Regions from separate parts of the Sus scrofa genome. Here region 2 is linked to region 1. The links are chromatin contacts, called in public Hi-C maps. All regions are on one chromosome and are shown on one strand. The core of a region is the stretch at or near the end of the contact, and the rest is flanking DNA. Distances in the headings are between cores, read along the strand shown.

Evidence for each region. Hi-C and Micro-C count contacts between places; a contact is called where the count stands out from the background.
Region 2: a Hi-C map of omental adipose tissue shows a contact between it and region 1, with 2.5 times the contacts expected there. The contact joins the enhancer-like site here to the promoter of AVPI1 in region 1. A contact is called at or near these places in 2 of 5 promoter capture datasets (fetal liver and liver), 9 of 47 Hi-C or Micro-C datasets (alveolar macrophages, embryonic fibroblasts, epiblast stem cells and 6 more) and 2 of 2 datasets of contacts at active chromatin or transcription factors (alveolar macrophages and skeletal muscle).

Annotation. Positions count from the first base shown.
Region 1 is chr14:109,049,898-109,054,899 of Sscrofa11.1, reverse strand. It overlaps AVPI1 (arginine vasopressin-induced protein 1), which reads left to right and starts at 2,672. Exons shown (of 3, transcript XM_001929060.5): 1 at 2,672-2,853.
Region 2 is chr14:108,934,753-108,939,210 of Sscrofa11.1, reverse strand. All of the region lies in intron 1 of UBTD1 (ubiquitin domain-containing protein 1), which reads right to left. Among named protein-coding and RNA genes, the nearest start is that of HOGA1, 22 kb to the left of the region's middle. Within about 2 kb of position 2,045, at least 14 of the 83 cell types and tissues checked have an H3K27ac peak or open chromatin away from gene starts, as enhancers often do. A contact at or near this core is called in alveolar macrophages, mesenteric adipose tissue and omental adipose tissue, where this site is marked.

The DNA.
Region 1 (5,002 bases), core at 1,423-3,922:
GAGCAGGCCTTCTCTAAACAAGGCCCTGTGGGGGAGTGGATCCCAGATGCAATCTGTGGACCCCAGATTCCTGCACTCCTGAACGGCCCACACAACTATGAAGTGCCTCATCTTTCCATCAGAAATATTGACTCATAAAGCTGTAACAATAGAAACGGTTCCATGATGTGGTCAGCGCACAAGTGTCACATGCCTGCAAAAATGTTTAGAGACACCAGATATCCTCCACCCAGCCTTAGTCACATCTGACCCAGAAGCCACAAGTTCCCAATTCCTACCCTGGTATGCTCAGCTGAGCTCAGGGCATCAGAATTCCTAGGCACTCCAAGAACTGATATGGCAAGCGTCTGGCCTTCCTATTGCTGAGAATGGGGTTGAGGGAGCTCCTGGTTCAGAAACCCAGCCTCCTAATTTAAAAGTCAGTGCAGTACCCAGCCCCGCAGTTGGCTGAAAGGCTTTGCAGTGATACTTTCTTTCTTTTTTTTGGTCTTTTTGCCTTTTCTAGGGCCACTCCCACGGCATATGGAGATTCCCAGGCTAGGGGTCTAATTGGAGCTACAGCTACCGGCCTACACCACAGCTCACGGCAACACCAGATCCTTAACCCACTGAGCAAGGCCAGGGATGGAACCTGCAACGTCATGATTCCTAGTTGGATTCGTTAACCACTGAGCCACTCTATTGGAGATAAATATTGCTAATTTCTTTGTTCGTTTCTATGTTTCCACAGGGCTTCAGGAAAAACAAAGTTAAAACCTTTTAAATGACAGCAAAGCTCTTGCTAATAATGTTTTGTGCAGGGCAGAGAGAGGAACTGGAGGCCATGCGATGAGGAACATCGCCCAAACCTAACCTCTACCCTGCAGAAAGGGCCCTACAAATCCCAGTGTGCTAGTTCTTGGCTGCACCTGCGACAGGCAAAAATTCCCAGGCCAAGGATCGAACCCATGCCACAGCAGTGACCCAAGCCACAGCAGTGACAACACTGCATCCTTACCCACTAGGCCACCAGAGAACTCCTTGGTGTGCTGGCTCTTATCAAACAGTAAGAACTTTTTTTTTCAGAACTTCTACAGAATAGAACTCAAATGACTATTAAGGTCAGCTTCGAAGTGACAACAAGTCTGGCTGCCTATTCCCAGGTGCCCTTTGTGACTATTTTTGAACCCGTGCACAACTACTCATCTTCAAACCAAGTAAACAAACACTTATCAAGGGCCTACTGGATACTCTGCCACCACTCCTGCCCCCCCAAGCCACATTTCAAGCTGCAGCCAAAGTGAATTTCTAAAAACACAAATTTGTCAAAAGGATGAAATGAGCTACTATTTGTAAAGTGCTGACTGGCATTACTGGTACATAGTAAGTGCTAGAAAAGATCTAGTAAATAAACACATATAATGCTATTCAAATGGAAACTTCACTGCCTGCTTCTGCTTCTGGCTTCCCACCTCTCTCTCCCTTGTTGGCCTTATCTAGGCCTCATTTCAAGTCCTTCTGAGACTGGCTACCTCCTGGCCTTAGCGTGTACTCTTTTCCTTATAGGCTTTTCCCAGACCCACTCCTCATCCTGTGACCAATTGCAGCTCCTCCATATCTCAGCTGAAGTATTACTTCTGCCTTCTAGGACCTCCCCAAAGGAGCTTAGGTTCCTTCATTTTACCCTCTCAGAGCCATAATGTGTATCACAATCATAGTCACACTCAATATTTTAGGTTTATAAATGTCAGCCTCTGGAGTTCCCATCTTGGCTCAGCGGTTAGCAAACCCAACTAGCATCCATGAGGACTTGGGTTCGATCTCTGGCCCTGCTCAGTGGGTTAAGGATCGGCGTTGCAGTGCGCTGTGGAGTAAGGTCGCAGACAATGCTAGGATCCCGTGTTGCCTTGGCTGTGGCCTAGGCCAGTGGCCACAGCTCCGACTGGACCCTTAGCCTGGGAACCTCCATGTGTTGCGAGTGCAGCTCTAAAAAAGACAAACAGACCAAAAATAAATAAATAAATAAAATAATAATAAATGTTAGCCTCCTTGACTAAACTGTAAATTCCCCCAGGACAAGGCTTATTAAAGGTGTCTCCAGTTCACTGCAAGTCAAGAAACTCCGACAGGGTGGGTCCCTAATAGACCACTGTCGAATGAATGAATAAAACCTTTTTAATAGCCTCTCATTTAGGCTACTGGCCCAAGGTTGCACAGCTGATTGAAGATTCAAACTCACGACATTCTGGCTTTGAAGCCCAAGGTCTGACTACCGCGCTGACTCTTCCTCTCCCTCAAAACTCAAGCCAGAATACCAAGTGGTCTGCTGTTGAGTTTAAGTAGCTGCAAGTCTATTTGCGGAGGGCCACAAGCCGCAAGGAATCCCGCGCCGCGCTTATTGGCTTCATTCCCAGGGGAGGGGTGCACCCGTCACGTGTACCCAGCTGGGCCAGCCCTTGCCGCACCCCGGGACTGGAATGCGGCCCCGCCCCCACTCCCCAGCCAGCAAAACCACGCTCTCCCCGAGGACTGACGTCAATGAAGGGAGCACCTCCGGGCGCGGCGTGAGGGCAGCCGAGGGCGGGGAGAGAGAGCCCCAGGACACGCCCCTCGCTGCCGCTGCGTCGCTGATTGGACCGGGGGCTTCTTCGCACTGGAGTTTCGAGGCCAGCGGAGGGAAGGGGGAGGAGTAGGGCCACGCCTCTCATCCCTCTATCTCCACTGATTGGCTCGCGGAGTCTTCGCGTTCGATTTTGGAAGGCTCGCCGGGAGCTCACACCAAGGCTCGGCTCAGGATTGGCTGTTCTGGAACTAGGGAGCGCTTTCTCCGGGGAGCCGCGGCTGTGACCGAGGTGGCCCGCCTTGGGCGGCCAGGTACGTAGGTCGGCAGCCTGCCTCGCGCTGCGGTGGAAGTGGGTGGGCGCGCCGTCAGAGCAAGGGTGCAGGAGGGACCCGAAACCCCAGGTCCACTTAGGGCCCGTCGTTGTGCGAAGCTGCCACGTCTGAGCCCCGGGGGCCGACCCGCGCAGGGAATGTCGCCATGTGACCTCGGCCAGGACACCCCCTCCCAAGCTCTCATCCTGTTCATGAACGCCGCCTGGTCCTTGTGAGCACCGTCGCGGCAGGAAGCCCAGAGCTGCGCCCACCCCTTCGAAGGGGAAGGGGTTAGAGTGGGCGCATTTTAACTTGCGATTTGAGGTCTGTCGTTGCTGCCCTTCAGCGTGGTGAGTAATCGTTCTAACCCCCCGTGGGGCCGTGGAGGGCCGAGGTCACAGAGGCTAGCTTGGGAGACCCGACTTTGGATCCTTGTGCCTTCCAAACCCACAGAATCAGATAGCAGGCTCTAAGAGGTTTCAAAGCCTCCTGAGTCCTTCCTCCCTCGGAAGACCTCGTCAACCATCTGGCAGGAACAAAAATAGCAGTGGTGGAGAGCGTGGGCTTTGGGCTCAGACTCACGTTCGCATCCCAGGCTCTTCACCTACCACCTGTGTGACTTTGGGAAGTTACTTAACCTTTCTGAGCTCAGCTTTCTCATCTGTAAAATGGGTGTAATAATAATGACTCCTCGTAGGAGTTTTGTGAGAATTAAAAATGTTACTCCTCAGGAAGTGCTGTTCTGCACTTGACAGAGAGCAAGCTGCCTCAATGGCAGCTGTGATTTAAAAGTCCACGGATGAATCCATCTCCCTTTACCCTCTTCTCTCAAGACTAAAGGCTCTTTGAGGGAGTTTTATGAGGATGGTGAGGATGCAAATGGCAATGATTCTATAATCCCCTGGTGGTTAAACAGCCTTTCCTTTACATCATTCATTCATGATGATGTGATGTATGGGATGGAAATTTTTTTTTTCCTGTCTTTTTGCCATTTCTTGGGCCGCTCCCATGGCATATGGAGGTTCCCAGGCTAGGGGTCTGATCGGAGCTGTAGGGTCGCCAGCCTATGCCACAGCCACAGCAACACAGGATCCAAGACGAGTCTGCAACCTACACCACAGCTCATGGATCCCCAACCCACCGAGCAAGGCCAGGGATCGAACCTGCAACCTCATGGTTCCTAGTCGGATTTGTTAACCACTGAGCCACCACGGAACTCCCGGGATGCAAACTTTTGCATACTTTATCTCCCTGGCCCCTTAAAGGTTATTTATTCTCACCATTTTGATGAGGAGCAAACTGCGGCAGGGGAAGTGGAGGCCTGCCACACTCACCCCAGTTATCAGTGGCACAGCCAGAATTCAAGGTTCTTGAACTCTTGAAAAGAATTATTCCTAGATCTAGAGGGAGTTTACTTCCAGGTCATATCTGAGAATCGATCTGGGAGAAGGACCTGTTTCCTTTCGTCACCTCCTGGGACACAGATTTGGAGGCCAGTGTGTGTCCTATATGTGTACCTTGCTGAACTAGGCCCAGTGGGGGGCCCCCACACGGCCATTTGGACTGGGCCTCTTGCTTGAAGGAGCCACTGATTTTGGCTGCTGTCCAGGGGCATGTTTGTGCCGGGAAGCAGGCCAAGGCCACAAGTGTTGGTTTAGGCCTTGGGCCAGAGCCTCCAGTTCTTTTTCTAAGAGGCCCTTGGCCTCCGGTTACAGATTATTTCTGTCACCAGCGTTATCTGAAGGGGGTGAGCTGAGTAAGGGCCCACTTGCCACCCAGGTCACCCAAGTGTGTTGTGCCTGTTGTAGTCCCCTGCACCTCCCAGGGACACCATGAGAACAGGTATCTGAACTGAGATGCATAACTTAAAAGAACGCTCAGCTGAGCACCATATTTATATACTGCAAATCTAGTGCAGGATGAGTCACATTTTAAATGTATTTCTTTGTTAGAAGCTCTATAGTTCATTTATTACTGTTTCAAAACGAGTTGAACTTCATTCTCAACATTTGATATTTCCTTTGGGAATTCATCTGCAAGCCAGTTCAGGTCAAATTGAAGTATTTTGCAATTAGTCTTTACTCATTTGCTCACAGACCCATGCTTATCTTTTATGTCAGCTCTGAAATGAAAGATCCATTTATAATCT
Region 2 (4,458 bases), core at 796-3,295, 120 kb after region 1:
CCGGATCCTTAACCCACTGAGTGAGGCCAGGGATCGAACCCACAACCTTATGGTTCCTAGTCGGATTCATTTCCGCTGCACCACGATGGGAACTCCCCCACTTCACTCTTTGAATGGCTTTATGTGCTAGGTGTTATTATTGCTGTTCCACAGATGATGGCACAGGCAGAGAGATTAAATGACTGGCCTGAAGTGACACAGTAAGTGACAGAGTGAGGGTTCTGCCTCAGGTCAGACTGAATCCAGTGGGTTTGCCTCTACCTGTGCAGACAGAAAACTCTCACGCCAGACACTTCATCTGAGTGTTCCTGGGTTAGCAGAAGGAAAGGCAAATCCTCTTTGTTGGCAAACAACTTCAAACCAGGCCTCAAAGAATTCCTGAGATAAAGTTCCAAGAAAAATAAATAATAAGGTCATAGGTTTTTTTTTCTTAATCACAACATACAAAGAAACAAGGCAATATGAGCCCAAGCCAGCAAAAACAACAGGCAGAAGAATCAGACTTACAAAGACTTCAGCTATGGGATTTATCAGACCCAGATTGTGAAATACTGCATTTAAGAAATCAGAGAGCCTTAAAAACATGAAACAGGACATGGGAAAGACACCCACATAACTGTCATCAGAAGGATGCCATGTGAGCAGCAGACGACAGACACTGGGGATTTTCCTTACAAAGGACTAGTGATAAGTAGTTATGGGACTACAGGTTCTTTTTTTTTTTTTTAAGGCTGCAACTATGGCATATGGAAGTTCCCAGGCTAGGAGTCAAATCAGAGCTGCAGCTGCTGGCCTACACCATAGACACAGCAACTTGGGATCTGAACAGGGTCTGTGACCACAGCTCCCAGCAACACGTGATCCTGTAACCCACTGAGCAGGGCCAGGGATCAAACCCTCATCCTCATGGATACTAATTGGGTTTGTTACCACTGAGTCACAGGTTCTCCCTACAGAAACACATGAAACAGGATCCCTACCTCACGCCAGCCACAAAAATCAAACCCAGATAGATCAAAGGCTTAAGTGTGAAAGACAGAAAGGAGGAACTGGAGAAACAAAAGATGACAGTTTTGTCCATGGGTTTTTTTGGTGGAAGTTTGGCCTGGAGGGGTTTCTGCCTGGATCAAGGAAGTTGCTCTGCTTCATGATTTCTGACCCCTTTTCTCTATGGTCCTTTAGTGTTGATGACTCCCTAACAAGAGCTATGACCCATCAGGACTCACAGGAATTCTGCAGTGATGCCCTGGGGACCTCTGGGACCACTTCTGCCCCTCTACTCAATGACTCAGGCCTTTTAACTTCTTGAGCTGCTTCCTCTCTGCCAGATGTCTCTTCTCACTGGTCTCCATCTAACTGCTGCTCATATGGGTAGAGATCAGGTCCAGCTAATGGGCCACTCTTCATCTGCTGAGGGGTGAGAAAGCTCTGTCAGCACTGTCAAAATTGAGAGCATCTGGTTCTAAGAAAGAGGTTTCCTGAAGAAGAGAGGCAAGGCTTGGGGACATCTGTTGTTCTTGCTCAGATGGCCCACCCTCCCTTACTTCAATGGTCAGGTTCTGGTCCTGTCCCTGACAATCCAGGTTACTGGTGACCTTAGGGTACCTGAAGTGTCACTGTGTATGCATGCCTCTCTCTTTTTAATATCAACACAGCCCCAAGGCGTCACCTTTCAAGGCTGTCACCTCAGGAGGCCCCGCATACCTGAAGGATGCTTTGCTTGAATACTTTGCCTGCAGAGTCCCCTCCCTTCACCCAGAGAAAAGCACGCTTTCCTGTCTGTGCTGTCAGAGACACACGTCACATACCAGGACAGACGCAATGCCAGTGAGCCTCCCCAAACAGTAACTGCATTTGCATCACCCAAGACACAGAGCTTAAAATCTCCTCACCCTGCACACTGGTTCCCTTCAGGCTGAAGATACTAGAAACTATTAAAATGGGGTGGTGGCGGAAGAAAGAGGGAGGGTTGAGGTAAGAAAAGGGCAGGAGGCCAGCCCTTTCAGCCACCACTGCACTTCGCCAGCAGGGGGCAGCAGCAGCACCCCGGGCCAGGGGCTGGCTTTGCTCACAGTGATTGAAACTCAGCACACAGCTTAAAGATATCCAGCAAGCTTCCCCAGGCCGGAGGCAAGCATGTATAAGAGACTTGCCAAAATGTCTGGATCCCCACACACTGATGCTGACAATTTTAGACACAGATACAGACTAAATAGAAAAGGAAGCTTTTACTCTAAACATAAAAGCAAATTGATGAAGAATATTTTAAATTTCATTCATTTAAAAAATGACGTTTTACAGTTAGTTGAGTCAAAAAATATCGGGCAGGGGAAAGGGTGTGAATGCTCTTATATGCTGGTACAAACTTTCTGGAGGGCAGTTGCTATGATACCAAAAAACTTACAAGTATGCATCTCTTTGGCTCAGCTGTTTGGTTTCTAAGAAAGTATTCTAAGAAAATAATCACAAGTGTGTGGCGAAGGTTCATCTCCAAAGCTGTTTAACTCCGCCTGGTTTTCTAGAAACAAGTTAAAGGCACGCCACCAGGAGAAAAGCTACATAATGTCTGTGCATCCGCGGCACCCATTTTGTGATGGGACTGAGGGAGGCAGAGTCACGCAGGGAAATGCCCAGTGATTCAGGGAAAAAAGGGTTAGAGAACAGCAAGTGTCTGTGCTCTGGCTTTTATTGCTGCAAATGTATGTAAAATTATACATATTAAAAAGACTGAGATGGTCTCCTGCAGTGCAGCACGCTAAGGATCCAGTGTTGCCACAACTGTGGCGCAGGTTGCAACTTTGGCATGGGTTCGATCCCTAGCCCAGGACCTTCCACGTGCCGTGGGTGTGGCCTAAATAAATAAATAAATAAAAATCAGATCAAAACACTGGAAGGAGTTACACCAAATGTTAACAATAGTTACATATATATATATATATATATATATATTTTTTTTTTTTTTTTTTTTGCTTTTTAGGGCCGCACCCAGAGCACATGGAGGTTCCCAGGCTAGGGGTCGAATCAGAGCTACAGCTGCTGGCCTACACCACGGCCACAGCAACACAGGATCCGAGCCATGTCTGCGACCTACATCACAGCTCATGGCAATGCCGGATCCTTGACCCACTGAGCAAAGCCAGGGATCGAACCCACAACCTCATGGTTCCTAGTCAGATTAATTTCTGCTGTGCCATGATGGGAACTCCAGCAATGGTTATATCTGATTGGCAGTTACCAATGATTTTTTTTTTTTTTTTTTGCTTATACTTTCCAAGTTTTCAAAAATAAGCAGTAGTTACTTTAGTTATAAGAATAAAACAATGAAGAGTTCCCGCTATAGCACAGCAGGTTAAGGATCCAGCACTGTCGCTGTGGCAGCATGGGTTCCATTCCCAGCTGGGTGCAGTGGGTTAAGGATCCAGCATTGCTGCAGCTGGGGGGCATAGGTCACAGCTGCAGCTCGGATTTAATCCCTGGCCCAGGAACTTCCATATGCCATAAGTGCAGCCAAAGAAAAAAAAGAATACAATGAAAGTTGTTAAGGAAAAAGGGTATATAAAGTTCTGAGAAGCAGCCACAGAAAATTCGGAAGAGTTTGGGGAGCTGTGGGTGGGGCTTGAGGGTGGTGAACGGGAGAGCCCAAGGCCCACAACCTCTAGGATTTCAGTTGCTGGCAGCTCTGGGAGCCTCTGTTCAGAGCCAGGCAGGATCTGTGGGTTTCAGCAGCAGGAGCATCTAGTGGCCCCTACTTAGGTCTCCACCTGCTCTAGATAAGCTCCAGGTCAAAGACAGAGTAACAGACGTGGTCCTTATCCTTAAGAAAGTTGACCGAAGAGAGATTTATAAAACAATGAATGATTCAGGTACACACCTATATATATAGGGGAGGTACAAAATGCCCATGAAAACCATGGGTTTCTGTAACTAAGGTGGCCAGGGAACTGAGCAAAGAATGCACGTTTCTGAGGACAGAGGCAAAAGTTGTGGGGGTTTTGTTTGTTTGTTTTAGGGCCGCACCTTCGGCATATGGATGTTCTCAGGCTAGGGATCTAATCGGAGCTGTAGCTGCCGGCCTACGCCAAGAGCCACAGCAATGCCAGATCCGAGCCGTGTCTGCAACCTACACCACAGCTCACGGCAACGCTGGATCTTTGACTCACTGAGCCAGGCCAGGGATTGAACCTGCAACCTCATGGTTCCTAGTCGGATTCGTTTCCACTGCGCCACGACGGGAACTCCACAAGTTGCGGTCTTGAAGGGTTGCCCGAAACATCACTTGTGCTAGGCCCTCCTGAGGTGCTGGTTAAAAAGCCAGTGTCCCAGGGCCCACCGCAGACCCAGTGAGCCAGAGTCACAAGGGCTGGGCTGGGGTAGGTACTCACTCTGATTGAAGAATCCCACTCAGATCTGGGGTTTCTGTGACTCTCACGTAGGCCGGCAGCTACAGCTCTGATTAGA